2 separate regions of the Sus scrofa genome follow, and region 1 is linked to region 2. A link is a contact called in public HiChIP or PLAC-seq data. All regions are on one chromosome and are shown on one strand. The core of a region is the stretch at or near the end of the contact, and the rest is flanking DNA. Distances in the headings are between cores, read along the strand shown.

Evidence for each region. HiChIP or PLAC-seq counts read pairs in DNA pulled down with a chosen protein or histone mark.
Region 1: a contact with region 2 is called in an H3K27ac HiChIP or PLAC-seq map of alveolar macrophages. The contact joins the promoter of BOD1 here to the promoter of CPEB4 in region 2. A contact is called at or near these places in 2 of 5 promoter capture datasets (fetal liver and liver), 3 of 47 Hi-C or Micro-C datasets (embryonic fibroblasts, heart right ventricle and liver) and 2 of 2 datasets of contacts at active chromatin or transcription factors (alveolar macrophages and skeletal muscle).

What each region holds. Positions count from the first base shown.
Region 1 is chr16:50,733,133-50,735,859 of Sscrofa11.1, forward strand. BOD1 (biorientation of chromosomes in cell division protein 1) reads left to right here and starts at 1,378. Exons shown (of 4, transcript XM_003483847.4): 1 at 1,378-1,832. The coding sequence starts at 1,593. It overlaps LOC102164818 (a long non-coding RNA gene), which reads right to left and starts at 1,338. Exons shown (of 11, transcript XR_002339638.1): 1 at 1,080-1,338; 2 at 519-674.
Region 2 is chr16:50,497,658-50,500,478 of Sscrofa11.1, forward strand. CPEB4 (cytoplasmic polyadenylation element-binding protein 4) reads right to left here and starts at 1,429. Exons shown (of 8, transcript XM_005657625.3): 1 at 1-1,429. The coding sequence starts at 44. It overlaps LOC110257261, which reads right to left. Exons shown (of 2, transcript XM_021076837.1): 1 at 1,585-2,821; 2 at 437-1,429. The coding sequence starts at 1,879. The coding sequence ends at 1,233.

The DNA.
Region 1 (2,727 bases), core at 128-2,627, 240 kb after region 2:
GATCAGGGAGCTTGGAGAAGAATAAACACCGGGTCCTTGCAGCCTGAATCCAGCCTCTCCTGGGGCTAAAGATGAGTGATAAGTGTGGGGTCAATTAGGAGGAAGAGTCATTAGGTCATCTCCAGGATGGTGAAGTATTAAGAGAGAATGTTGGTCATTAACTTAACCTTTGAGGAAGATTGAGCTCGAGTTAAAGGATGAACACCTGGATATTCATTTTGAGGGTTAAACTTTCTTAAATAATAAATCGTGAAATGGAAAGCATCTCAGATCTGTGTCTATTATGCCTCTTCCCAGGAGCCAAGGATATTGAAGAATTTATTATTTACATCCTCATCCACTGCTTATATAAGACGAGGAAATAATAGCAAACAGAATTGCCAGGATCCAGGCAGGAATTTTCAACAGGGGACAAAAGGCTGAAAGGAAAAGAGGATGCAGTGACAGCTCCAATGGTGAATTGTGGCTCCAAAAAAAAAAAAAAAAAAAAAAAAAGATAAATTAGGAAGAAGCCTTACCTAGAGTATGAGGACAGCTAGCTCTCAGGATGTAGTACACCTTAGGTTAAACATCACCAAGATTTGGATTCAGGAAATCTGAGTTCAAACCCTCCTCTTCCACCTGTAGCTTTGTGATTAGGGCAATAAACTAACTCTGTGCCTCAGTTTCTTCACCTGTAAAATAGCAAAAATAATATATGCTTTTTAGATTGTGTGTGTAAAGTACTTAGCATCATGCCTGGAATATTCCAATTACTCAATATCAGTTTGTTATTATTATTACTGACAATATTTAATATCTGGAAGGAAATACACATAAAATAGAGAATCAGGGAGACATTTCCACCGCACATTTTCCGGTTATTTTTCAATTTTCTAAAATAAGTATGAATTTCTATTAAAATCAGAACGGACGGGGGAGGAAACCCCATACATTTTTAAATAAAAGAAATCTGACTAGTCCACTGCTTCCCACATTTCCCGGGCCATATTGTTCAAGGGTGCGGGAATACATGTTAAAAACACAGATTCCTAGGCCCCGACCCAGAAACACTGAATGAGAATCTCTAAGGGACAAACCTGTTATTCTACACTTTCAATCAGCCTGGCAGACACTTCTTATACTCAGGCACTTTGGGGACGTGCTGATTTAGAACCAGGTGGCAGTAACCGGGCGAGAAGAGTCAGCCCAGGCTACAGCAATCGCGAGGGCCCAAGCCTTCAAGTCCCGTACTGCCTCGCAAACTGGAGATGGCATTCTGGAGGCTGCCGGGAGTTGTAGTTTTCTTTGGCCAGCCTTCTGCGTATAAGAAAGCCGGCGCTGACTGCAGGTAAACCTCCCGCCCCACAATGCAAAGGTCAGCGGCGACGTCATCCGAAGAGCGCCCGGAATGGGGAGGGCGATTTCTGCCGCCTTTCCCTCCGCCGCCGCTGCCTCCCAACGTGCCGGCGCCACCCCTCCCGCCGCCGCTCCCACCCTCGCCGCCGCCACCGCCGCCTTCTCTGGCCCCTCTGCCACCTGTACCCGACCCAGGCCCTCTGTCCCTGAGAGGAGGCCGTGTTCGGTCTCCTTCCTGGGCCAGGGGCACAGCCATGGCGGACGGTGGCGGCGGCAGCGGGGGCACCGGTGCGGTGGGCGGCGGCGGCTCGGGCCAGGCCTCGGCGGGGGCGGCGACCGGCGCGACGGGGGCTGGCGGAAGCGGCGGCCCCATCAACCCGGCTTCGCTGCCTCCCGGCGACCCGCAGCTCATCGCTCTCATCGTGGAGCAGCTCAAGAGCCGGGGCTTGTTTGACAGTTTCCGCCGGGACTGCCTGGCCGACGTGGACACCAAGGTAGCTGAGGCGCCTGGGCTAACGGGGGCCGGGTGGGCTGGGCGTGAGGCCATCGGGGTTGCAGCTTCACTTTTCCAAAGCAGAATAAAAGGTACCTTAAAAATCTCAGCAGCGAGGAGACTGCTTGGGGCAGTACAGCAAGCTTTCTGAGGGATGCCCACGTGGATTCAGCTCCCAACCCCATAACAATTCTGTGCGACTTAGGCCAGCTGCTACTCTGAATTTGGGGATGCAATACCGGTTTTCCATCCTAGACCCTGTCTTTCCCAAGATGGGATCCCTTTAAGCCTCTCAGTAACAAATCTCAATATGTTAAGAACAGCGATGAGAGAGCCAAGTGAGTAAGCCTGAATGGTTTGAACGCACAGTCGTCAGCCTATAATAGTTATTTGTACCCTTTCCAGGTCAGTGCAGACTTCAGTATGCATTTAATTAAGGTACATTGTTGTAGACCAACACCTGTGTTTTGGCCTTTATTATTGATTAAAAGGGACTTGGTGCTACTTTAGATCCTAATGGCATAGAGTAACAATGCTGTTTCTCACTTTGCCTTTTTGCCAAGGTTCATGTGTAGTCAGTGAAGTCATGTGTGTTAAGTGTCAGATGTATGATAGTTGCTGAAACGTTCATTTTCTCCCTTTTCAGAAGCTTCTCTTACAAGAGTTATAGGTGTAGATATAGAAGCTCTCTTACTGAATGGGTTCTTCTGGGGAGGTGATTTCTCCTGTTTGAGCCTAGTGTGGAAATATTTTGCCCACCTCACAAAAAAATTGCGGGCTAAAAACTGGGCCTTAAAGATAGGGAAGGACCTAGTCTGTTTACCCATTAAACATTTATTGGCGGGGTTTGTGGATACAGGAAGAAGCAAAGCTTGTATTCTAAAGTAGAAAACTGA
Region 2 (2,821 bases), core at 179-2,678:
CCAGTATTGCTTTGCACTAGCACTCCAAACCCGTAATCCCCCATTTATTATTTTTAGGCTCAGAATCTTATAATAAAAAAGACAATCTGATGTCTCACGTCTTTGTATGTGTATCCTCTATGCCAAATTTAAGTTGCTTGTTTGAAATGCCTTATTTTTAGCTAGCTCAAAGATCGCAGCTTATCACCCTAAATAGTTCAGATTTGGAATTCTGGTTTCTGAAACAAACAACAAACCCTAAAGAAAAATCTTAAAACATTGACATGAATCCAGCTGGGCTTATTTCTAGGAGGGAATAAAAATGAAGAGGGTAAAAAATCAAGTCTTTGGTTAGTAAAATAGGCGCTTTCTTTTTCCAAAGGAAAACGTACATGAATGACAAAAACACAGCTTCTCAAGCATCTATGAATGTAGAAGAATAAGCATTGCGCAGAGTAAAAATATATATATATATAATTTAACAATCACATATGGGCTTCTTCAGCAGTTTAGATTCACTCACATTAAAAATTAGAATAGGGCTAAAGGGAGAATACGTTCTTTTTCTTGGCAGCTTAGTTAAAAAAATCAGGAATAATTTAAGAACATTATATATTATATTTTATATATATAGATTATATTAGGTTATCTAGGGTGGGAGGCGAAATCAGCATTGACTAATGGAAAAATGATTGCAGGGAGGTTTCTGCTGTTCCTGGTCCTGTTTCTGCTCTTTCACGGGGTGCAGTTTTGGCCTCTGGGGCTGTTCCTGAAGCTCTGGGTGCAGGTCTTGCTGCGGGCGCTGTTCCTGGGCTCCCCCTGGCCTCCTCTCCCCCATGAAATGGGCTGGAAACACCCGTTTCTCCCACTCGAGGGTGTCGCGATCAGGAGGGATTAGCGAGACTCGACGAGGACGAGCTGGCGGCCCGGGGGTGCGGCGACCAAGGGGGCGACCTGGAAGGTCCTGCGGTTTCGGCCTCTTCCCCTCTCTGCGGCTCCGGGTTTTTTTTCCCTCATGGGACCCAGGGGCGGTTTGTTCAGTTCTCTCAGTTCGATTCTCCGCAGCGAGGGGGGTGGGGGGGGACAGGGAAAAAAAGGAAAAACCCACCAGCGCAGTTATTCCAAAAGAGAAGGACCTCCCCCCCCTTTGCTCTCTCTTTCCCCCCCCCAGATTTTTTCAAAAACTATAATTTAGAAGGCTTTTGTTTCTCCTCACGGTTGTGTGGGCCGTCGTCGTCGCCGCCGCGGTCGCTTTACCCCGGTCCCGAAGTCCCCGCTGTCGTTGTTGTGGACTCCGCCTGGCTCCTCTTCCTCTCTCCTTCTTCCTCCTCTTCCTCCTCTGCTGCCGCCGCTACTGCCGCCGCCGCCGCCACCGCCTCCCGGTGCCCGGGTCCCGCAGCCGCGGCTGAGTCCTTCTCCTCAGGACCGAGCCGAGCGAAATGACAACCAGCTGGAAAGACCGAGAGACACTTCCGGTTCGAAAAGGGAGGGGTGGGTTAGGGCATACGCCCCCGCCCACCTGACGAAAGGCCAATCAGCTGTTGGAATTCAGATAAGGCCACGCCCCCCGACTCACGTCCCCTCCCAGGAAGGTCGAAAAGTTACCTAGAGAGACGCCCCTTCCGTCTGCGCCTCGCCTAGTGAGGCTGGGCTCCTGGAACCGGGTCCCCCACCCAGAGTGAGCGCAGCAGGTCGCCATCTTTAGTATGGGCAGAGGACTCCTGCGCGGTTTATCTCGTCTAGCCATGCTCTGCTGGAAAGGCATATAAGGACGCGCGGAAGAGAACGGATTCCTCCAGCACCACGAGAAAGAGTTCAGACGTGGGAGATCCGAGTGGCGACCCATAAAACTGCGGACGAACGTGAGGACTGCCCAGAATAAATGTGGTTCCCCAGGCATCACGTACCTTGGTCGGAGCTCCGCCCCAGAGGGATCTGGAAGGGGAGGCGATTCTTCCCAGCGGCTGTGAGGTTCCTAGAACTGCGTACGTCCTTGTCCTGAATATAGACTCTTCCTTCACCTTCCATTCCCCTATCCCCACTCCTCTTGCTTGGTTTAGGCTCCCGTCTGGTGCAGTCTCAGGCACAAAGATACAGCCGCTGTCGGCGTCCTTGGCTGAGCCCTCATCCCCATCTGGCTCTAGTTCACCCTACCGGTTTACCAGAGGGAGATGTACAAAACGAAAATCTTTATTATGGACCTCACCTGCTCAGATCTCTCTTCAGCTGCCCACTACCTCCTTGGAAAAAACCAAACTTTTTAGCCTAGTAGTCAAAGATTTTCCACTCTGTGAGCAGTATATCTTAACACCTCATCTCCAAACGCCCCACACCAAGCTGCTCTAACTCTTCTCAGTGCCTTTTAAACCTTCCATTTCCTTTCTTCTCCACCTGGTAAGCTCCTATTTAGTTTTAGGAATCGGCTCAAAAGCTACCAACTCTGTCTTCTAAATTCCCTCTTATCAACATCCATGGCCCTGTGTATGTCTCATGCTTGTTTATCCCCTATTTTAATGGTTGCTTATGTCTCTTGGGCCTGTGGTCAACTGTGGCCTCTTTGAGGAGGGCACCTTGTAGACAGGAGTCATGAATGAATGAATGCTGAAGAAACTAGCGGAAAAACTAACCACAATGAAATCTTTCCTGAATTGCAGTCCCCTTTCCAAGTCTGAATTATTTCATTGTTTAGGCCATTTGTTTTGGACCTCACATCTCTCAAACTTTCATCATTTAGGTTATTTGCTGCACAAGGATTCCATGTCTTGTTCATATTTGTGCATTCCCATGGCTATGACCACCCTCAGGACCTAGGGTAATAATGCATTGCTCTCAGTGCAGGTTC